Regions from separate parts of the Zea mays genome. Here region 2 is linked to region 1. A link is a contact called in public Hi-C data. All regions are on one chromosome and are shown on one strand. Each heading gives the region's core, a stretch centred on a gene start, on an enhancer-like site or on the middle of the called end of the contact. The rest is flanking DNA. Distances are from core to core; before and after follow the strand shown. Region 1 holds the start of LOC111589273. Region 2 holds the start of LOC103626627 (probable LRR receptor-like serine/threonine-protein kinase).

Region 1 (4,572 bases), core at 582-3,081:
GAGATGCTCTAAGCATATGAAATATTTAGGCCAATATGTGAAGTCATTTGCATAAAAATCATTTTCTATATATTTTTCAATCTCTAATAACTTTTCTATATCTTGTCTGCACTCTAGATCCATTCATTTTGTTGTCATATCGTTCATAGGCTAATGACTCACAATAAGAAAAGAGATTCGAATCTCAAGACAACCTCATCTACGCATGAATATAGAGGTTTGCCCCTCCACATAGGTACTTTTTTTTCCGATTGTCTAGATTCAGAACAGTGAGAGCAAGATTCAGAACAGCAAGATGTAACTACCGTCGAAGTGGTGGGAGTTATAGATTGACTTCGGCTATGATACGTGGTAGATGATTCAATGCCGACGAGAAAATGGCTCTCCATATGCTCATGGCTGGCCGAGAATATCACAGCTAATGACGATTGAAAACTGAAAAGTGTTCTCAAGCGAACTGAGAGAGAGAGAAGAGAGAGAGAGAGAGAGAGAGTCATGCAACAAGTCAGAGAGAGGCGAGCTGACGAGGAGCGAGCCATTTGAACATCCTAACCCAAGAGGCACTTCACTTCAAAAGGCAAACTTGATACCAGGCCTTCCATAGTTCCATATACTACATGGATGACTTCGTTCTTTTTTTTTCCCCCTTTTGCAGGTGTAGAAGCATATACCTACCATGCCAAGTGAAGTTATGTTCGTTTTTCTTTAATGCAGAAGTGGAAACCCATTGCTAGTCAGGTTCTTCAGTGCTCGTATCCTGGCCAGGTTGGTTCTGTCAAACTATTTGAAACCAATTCAGGCAAATTCTCCTTATAAAAAGAAGAGGAGTATCCGAGTATGTATACTCCTTAGAAAACGAAATGTTGGTGCATGCTGTATTATATGAACCAGAGAAGATAAGAGGAAACCAGCATCTTTTCCCAGTCTTGAGGTCTTGTTTGGAACGCGAGAATTTCACGGGAGAAACATGCAATTTCCTTGGAAATCCCACGAAATTCCGGCGTTCCAAACCGTGGCTTACAACAGTTCGTCGGCTCTGACGAACGCCGATACCAGAGCGGCCATGGAACAAGAACCACTAGTTAGTTAGTAGTAACTGGTTATATACGCTACTATAATCCTACTACTCCCTAGCTGGAGGCTAGCTAGATCAGTGGCCATGGAGTTCTCCTCCGCTACACTTCCCCTCGCGCCGCCAACCAATCCGCCATGGAATGACGCACGAGCACGACGCACGCAGAGCAAGTGCGACGGAGATCCTCCACGTCCTTGCCTCTGCAATCGTGCAAGATCTTGTCATCGGTTGTGCAGGGGGTTGGAGCCTGTCGGCACGACCCGCTTGTCGTCGTCGCCGCCGCCGCCGGCCGCAGCGGCGGCGGGCAGCATCGCGCAGGCGGCGCCAGCTCTGTTCCGCTGCCTCTTGCACCGCGCGGCGTCGAAGGCGGCGACGCGCGCGCTCGCCTCCGGGCGGCGGGTCGCGGGCATTGGCGCGGCGGCGCCCCGAGCGCCGCCACCGCCGCCGCCGTGGACGGCGGCCAGGAGCGCCGCGAGCGCGACGAGGCACGCGGCGGCGAGCGGCGCCCACCGTCGCCTCCTCATGGCGGGAGGGAGCAGGGGTGTAGGAGGACGTGGGCGTGTACGTGTAGGCTGCGTGGGCGCGCGGTGGGCGGAGGCGGAGGCGAGGGCGAGGGCGAGACCAGTGCAGCGCTAGCTGTCACAATGGCGCAGACCGCGTCGCAGAGTAGCAGCAGCGGCTGCTGTCGAGTGCGAGCTGCTGCCAAGTGTGGCGTCGAGGCGTCGAAGCAGACAGAAGAAGGGTGAAGTGAAGTGAGGAGCCGAAGAAAGTGGCGGTGGACGACGCAGATACCGGGAGCGAGTTCAGGCAGCTGCGTTGTGGCATGCAGCATGCTGCAGCTTGCTAGTTTTTATATATACATAATACATATAATAATATATACGCTGCTGTGAAAACTTGCAAAAATTCCTCGTGCGAAAAAAAGAGAGAAAACTTTCTGATTTTCTCCGTACCCCCCTCCATATATATGATTTAGAGGTCGTTTTGTGACTTGCAGTAGTTTGCACAAAGGAAGCCACTCAGCCTATATTCAGCAAAGTCGATATCTCACTCCTTATTTTCACTTTTTATTACAAACCCATCTATGTAAAGAAAACACCTGTCGCTGGAATTGACATTAGTAGTTGGATACCTGGAGTATTTATTAATTGTCCTGGTGGAGCTGCCTGTAGAGCTCAGTCAGTACTGTATTACGGTGGAGCTGCCTGTAGAATTCAGTGAGAAGAATCAACGCATCCCTTAAAAGGTTCACTGAAAACAGTATATCCGGTTCAGGCTTCACAGAGTGTGATATGTGAGTCTGACGGCCATCTCTTTAAAAAAAACACCAAGAAAGCTCACATCATCACAGGGAAGTTCATTTCAGAACCCCCTGTAGAGTTCATTTATGGCGCGCTGCATTTTGGCGGTGAATTCTTCTCACAAAATCCTGCAGAATCCATTTATTTATTATTATTATTATTATTATTATTACGGCGCGCGTGTGTCTGCGCGCACGCGTGGTGTCCGAGGCATTGATAAAAAGGAACCGCGGAGAAGGGGAGGGTCAAAGCAGGAACAGTACCCTCAAGTCTCTCCCTGCTAGTCCTAGTAGGACATGCACTGATGGGGAGTGATGGGAAGGGGGGAAAAGAGAGAGAGAGAGAACTGCAGCAGATGCAGATGCAGAGCCTCACCCGGCCGGCCCATTCTTCTGCCACCAAACCGCATTGATGAGCGCCATGAATCCGTCTGGTGCTGCAGAGAACATTGAGAGGAATAGAAAAGGTGGTGGTGGAGGAGGAGAGGGCACTAGGGCAGAGGCCTTGACGGAGAATGGCTCTAGTGCACCGTTTCCGTTTGGGCCGTGTATGAGATTGTACGTAGAAGATGGCAAGGGATGTTTCAGTCTCACTGGTAGCCATCCATGCGTGTGCCCGTTTCTCATGCCCTGCACTGCACAACTGTGCCCGTTGTTCTCATCATATCTCTCTGTGTGTGGTAGACTGGTAGCCGATAGGATAGCCATATCCATGTTTGGAACGATCGTTAGGCTACGGTTAGCGACGATGGGCTGTTGCTGACAAGACCGCCCCTACGACAGCGGCTACAGCAGAGGGGACAGCCGGACAGGGGCCATGGGCGCTCTCTCTCGTCTCGGCTGCTGTTGCTGCCATCACCTGCCTCTGCCTGTCAGTTGGCACGTCGTACGTACGTACGTGCTCTTCGCTTGGCTCATCGTACTTCCCCTACTAGAGGGAGGGCAGAGAGGGGCGGGCCACACTAGCGTAGTGTACTGTGCTGCGTCCGTTCCTCACTGGAGCAGGGGCAGCCATGCCAGTATGCCATTCCACATGACGGGGGCAACAACAGATTGACGGAGATTTGCTGCTCAATATATGGTCCTGTCCATCCAAAAGTTCACGATGGGATTGCGCTGGCCAACTTTGACACATCTGTTTAGACAGTTTAACGTGCGCCTCTTGTAAGTTATCCGTATTTATACTGCTCTAAATTTATATCCTAAAAAAATATTATATCTTTACTAGCAAAATTTCTTTACTTCATACCATAATCCTCCGTAGTTATATTACCCTATATATATATATCTTAACCCTACGCCAACTACCATATATTATATTATATTATATTATGTTTTTTCAATTCTATTTCTTTTTTCTAATCGACTAAACTACTGACCTCCCCATGCATGTTGTACGTGCGGTAGGAGGGAGTTGTTAAGTAACCTAACTAGTTATGCGGGCAAATACATGTTTTGTCCATGAGAGGTCTCACATCTCTATATAAGGAACATGTATATCCTCTCATAATACAGAGAAGAGAAAGAGATCAAAGGCCCAACCCTACATCGTGTCTCATGTGTTTCCTCTGTCGTGCTTCTGGGAAGGGATACGAGTCTTCCACGACTTCTCGCGCCTAATCTGCTGACGGGAGAGAAGGGTGCGGATCTGATGATCCGTGGTAACGTAGTTCTCAACACGTTATCAGCACGCTCTACCTCGACGTTACTGTGAGATCAGATCTGCATCAACTCTTCGTCAAGTTGGCAGGTCTTTGGTCTAGCCGAACTCTCCTACGCGAGAGGCTTCGATTCCCCCCTACCCAATCGAGCGGTATGTTTAATGTTCTTGATTAGATGGTATGCACGCGCTGCAATCTGTGTGCTATGAACTTGTCGTCGTCATCGTGGTGGTGTTGCGGCCACGCTGCAAGCGCCCACTCCCGTGGCAGTTCTCTCACTGGAAGATGAGATTGAATTATATAGTGGGTCTGTGTATCTGAAAAAACGGCGCTGACCTTGCGCCGTCATGCGCACGTGCTAGTTCATCCCTCCTGGTCGTGAAGCACCAGCAAAACTTGCACAAAGCGCTCGCTTGAATCATCCGCCGGACAGCGCGCCCCTACGAAGCCAGCGCAGGTGTGGCACACGTCCCCGTCATGTCGTCGGTGGCCTCCCTCCACCACTGTCGCGACGCTGTGCCGGAGCCCGGAAGACC
Region 2 (4,572 bases), core at 974-3,473, 350 kb after region 1:
GAAATCACTATACATATATACAAGAGAGAAAATAGGTAAACATACAAGTAAACAAGCAGAGGGGAGGAAATGAACGAGATAGAGTTAATCTGGAACTTGCAAGTAGTACCAAAACAAAAAAAGGCCAGATCACATTTCAATGTCAAAAGTAAGATATTGTTGGGAAAAGAAATCCTACAGGTATTGGAGTGCTTTCAGATCTCCAAAATAGGTAGTGATGGGACCTGTCAACCCACTTGAAGACAAGTTTCTGCCAAAAAACAATGAGAAACGCAGAACAGTTAGCTTCACTTGCTGTATCCAGCTTGAGAGTTCAAATTGAAACTTATTTACAATGCTATAACGATTCTTTTTTCATTATTATTTCTTTAGCCCTTCAAATATGTCTGAAACATACAATGCTGTTATTCTTGGAGTACCAGTTGGAGGATCAGTAGTACAGTCCAGTCCTTCCCATGCAAAAGCCTTTGGAGCACATGGATCACCCATCCAGTTTTTGCTCACAACATAAGCTTCTTGGATTGCGATCATGGCTTTAGCTGGTACGACCGAAAAAACAAGAAAAGTAGGTACATAGATACACAAGCTGTTAGCCTGTTACCAAGATAGAAATACATCTAAAACATGATATAACTAACACAAATGCAGTGATATGTGTGTGTTGTAACTCTAGCTCTCTTCTTCTATATTAATGCAATGATACGTATGTGTTTGTTAAAGAAAACGAATGCGAAACAATTAGTTTTACCACTTCTCATGCTTTACAAATTGCAAGGAAACCTCCTAACACCGATACGGTTAGTAACTACAGAAAACTCACAAAAAAAAAGAGTTGATGTACATAGTTAATTAAACTCATACCATCTCCAGGGTCGGTTGCAGCTTCATCCACCGGCCTCACCAAGTACACCTCCATGGCGTTGAGAAGAGGCGGGAGCGTCGCGTTCCTCGTCGCAGTAAGCGAGACGCTATGCCTCGCCTGCCCCTGCACCGTGCCGGAGAAGGAGTCGGCGAAGAGGTACGGCGGAGAGTAAGGTTCCCTGTTCCACGCGGTGCCGTCGACGGCGATGTCGAACTGCCGCCGCAGCTCGCCGCTCGCCGACACGCGCTGCAGCTCGGCGAAGTAGAGGACGAGGAGGTACGTGGCGCTGCTGGCGTCCACGGAGCGGTCGTCGGACGTGTCCCACGAGAAACTGAGCACCGAGCCGTCGGATGGCGTCGCGGCGCTCTGCATGACGGCGGACGGCGCGTCGTAGGGGTCGGCGAGGTAGTTCCGGACGACGGACGTGGCGGACGCCTCGGTCCAGGCCGGGACGGCGCCGTACGCCAGCCAGATCCGGTCGTGGGGGTCCAGCGGGTACCTGCTTGTTGGGCCAGAGAAATGTGCTTTGGTTGGGCTTGTGTAGTATAGGAGTACAGTTCATTCAGTTATTAACAGTAAAAAGATTTCACTTTAAAAAAAAAACTCACTCACCGAACCACAGACTTGTCCGTGGGTCCCACGTTGCACCGGTTGGCGTTGACCATGACAAGGGACTGGCTAGCGTTCGCCTCCGGGTAAAGAGTGCTCCGCAGCGGCCTGAGGTCCAGGCCGGAGATGAACGGGGTGCCGGTGCCCTTGTTCACCAGGCAGACCTGCAGGAAGTCGGTGGGAGCCACGGCCACGACGTCCATCCAGTTGATCGCGGCCGCGTCCCTGAACCTGACCTCGTGCCAGAGGCTCGCGCCCAGGTACAGGTCGAAGACGGGCGGCGTGCTCAGGCCGTCGTAGTCCGCGTAGTAGAAGGCGGCGCGGACGAGGTACTTGTTCCCGGCGACCAGGGAGGGGAGGGTGTAGCAGTTCCGAACGCCGGACGCGAAGGCGCGGACGGTGTAGTAGCGCTGCGCGAGGGACGGGCTGATGTAGCCGGCGGAGATGTTGCGGTTCTCGCCGGAGGTGACGAAGCCGCGGTCGGAGACGTAGAGTATGGTGGAGGTGAGGTCCTGGTACGTGGAGTTCTCCGGGATGCCGCAGTCGATGCTTATGAAACCTGCTGGAAGGGCAAGTGTGTAGTAGGTCAGTCAGAGAAGAAGCTAGCTAGTTGGTGCAGAGTCTGGAGAATGGAAAGCACCTCGGCTATCTGGCTGGCCGCTGCTGGTGCAGTACTGCAACAAGATGGAGAAGAAGAGAACAGCAGCACTCAGCTTCATGCTTTCTGTCCAAACTTCGTTGTGAGCACAGAACTTAAAGGGAGACCTTGTGCGTGTGTGTGTGAGAGAGAGAGAGTATATATACGTACAACGGTACACGTACGGACGTACCTATGCATGCGTAGCTTACTCCGACGCAATTGTGGACAGGAAAGTCAACGTCCGATCAGGAACTAAAAATCAGGTATTGTCCAATTAAAAAAAAGATCTTGCCATGCTACATGCCCCACGCCAAAAGGTGACGAGATCGACAAGTACGTCATCATTGCAACGCCTACGTGTACCTATGCTATGCATGCGTGCGTGTATGCTATGCATGAGCACAGAACTTAAAGGGAGACCTTGTGCGTGCGTGTATGTCGTGTGTGTGAGAGAGTATATATACGTACACGTACGGACGTACCTATGCTATGCATGCGTAGCTTACTCCTCCGACGCAATTGTGGACAGGAAAGTCAACGTCCGATCAGGAATTAAAAGTCAGGTATTGTCCAATTAAAAAAAGATCTTGTCATGCTACAAAAGGTGACGAGATCGACAAGTTCGTCATCATTGCAACGCGTACATTTGATTCTCTGCCTCTTGTGGCGATGCCACGATGGTCAAAATCTCTCTGTCTCTCATGGTGGTCAACAGAATGCATGTAATGTCACTTGATTTAGCTTTTTTTTAGAAGTTTTTCTAAAAATCTGACTGTAGAGAAAATCTAAGTATCGTGGAGATTAAATATAGAGGAAAGATAAAAAAAACTCTATAGAGTTTAGCATGTAGAAAAGTGACGGTTTGTTACTATCTCAATGACTCAGTTGATTCTGTGTTCACGTAGATTTTGAATGTTTTGACTAAAGTTATTTTATAAAACTGCGTGAAAAACTAAGTGTTTGGTAGGCTACTGTGGTCAGAAGCTAGAAAAAGTTAAAACAAACATGGGCTATAGCTGGCGTGGCGCAGCTCACGTCTTGTGGACTGAGACCGACCCCCGGGCTTGGGTGAGGGAATATACGTCAAGATAGTGTTTGTCAGGAATGGAACAAAAGACCCTTCTGGAGTCAAGAGAGTTAATCCCATTTTCGACTGAAGGACGCAGCTAATAATTGTGTGTGTAGCTTCAGTGTGCATCTTAATGACTGTTGTTTGTAATCTTGTGAAGCTGTGGTGAATAACTTGATCACTACACCCTTCAACAACCTATTGATTGAGTATAAGGTGGTGTTTGGTTCTGAAGTATGGTGTGATAGAGCCGCTTTACTGCTAATTTGTTGTTGTTTAGACTAATTCTATATAGGATGAAATGACTCCTAAAAAGAAATATATTTTGCTTGCACGATGATGAATCATTCTGTTCCCGCAAATTCTTTTGGACTGAGCCGCTCCATCCCAACATTGGGGGCTCCAGAACCAAATACTACCTAAAATGTCCAAACTAGAGATTACTAAACGGGCCGCCCGTCTCGGGCCCGGTGAAGCCCGGCCCGTTTTGGGCCTGACCCGCTAGGGAAGGTTACAAAACCGAGCCGGGTCGTCTAAGCACACATGCTCGTTCCCCTGTCCGAGCCCGGCCTGTTGCGGGCCTAAACGGGCCGCCCCAATCCGTTTAGCATGGAAAAAGCGGGCCAAAACAGTCTAAATGGGTCGATAAGCACGATTTAGTGCATAAAAAGCGGGCTTGACAGGGTTAGAGATAAACGGACCGTGCCGGACTAGCCCACCGTGTTTAGTTTCCTGTCCGGGTCCAGCCCGCTTATTCGTGCCGGGCTAGCCCGGATCCGTATAAAAGCGAGCCGGACCAGACTCGTACCGGGCCAAAAAAACATGTTGTGTGCTTTCTGTACATCTATAGTCCAAATAGGCGACTTGTTTCTCGCTGACTTGACTACCACCTTAATTATGTTCTCGGATAAAATAGACCAATCATAAACAGTAGGTTTATCGCTGACATAGCTATTAAGCAGCATTTTGCATCGGTTATCACGATACTAAGCCCCGAAAATATTCTACACACCAACATGCTCTTTACCAACTACTTTCGAGTTTCGACAGCGAATGGAACGGAGACCCTGACTGACATGGAGATCCTACTCTACCAGCTCAGCTGTAGCCAAAACGAAGACGCTGCGCCTGCGCGACCTGGGAGAGGGAGACCCCCGAGGTCGGCACGCACGCACGCACGATCCGATTCTCCCCGACGACGTCACGCTAACGCTGAGGGCGAGGCCGGCCGGCTGCCACACGCACAACAGCCAGTGGCCGGCAGCAACCAAACGGGGCAGCTTTCCTCTCCTTGATGAGACCTTGACCTCACTCGGTCGTGGTCCTCACTCCTCCTCAGTGCGCATGTCGGCGCGCACTACAGCCCACGAGTGAGCCGCCACGCAAGGCACT

The links. Hi-C and Micro-C count contacts between places; a contact is called where the count stands out from the background.
Region 2: a Hi-C map of root tip shows a contact between it and region 1, with 7 times the contacts expected there. The contact joins the promoter of LOC103626627 here to the promoter of LOC111589273 in region 1. A contact is called at or near these places in 2 of 25 Hi-C or Micro-C datasets (ear and root tip).

What each region holds. Positions count from the first base shown.
Region 1 is chr5:82,384,469-82,389,040 of Zm-B73-REFERENCE-NAM-5.0, forward strand. LOC111589273 reads right to left here and starts at 1,832. Exons shown (of 1, transcript XM_023300066.2): 1 at 887-1,832. The coding sequence starts at 1,599. The coding sequence ends at 1,297.
Region 2 is chr5:82,738,651-82,743,222 of Zm-B73-REFERENCE-NAM-5.0, forward strand. LOC103626627 (probable LRR receptor-like serine/threonine-protein kinase) reads right to left here and starts at 2,224. Exons shown (of 12, transcript XM_035959084.1): 1 at 2,112-2,224; 2 at 1,475-2,033; 3 at 862-1,361; 4 at 398-539; 5 at 179-250. The coding sequence starts at 2,190.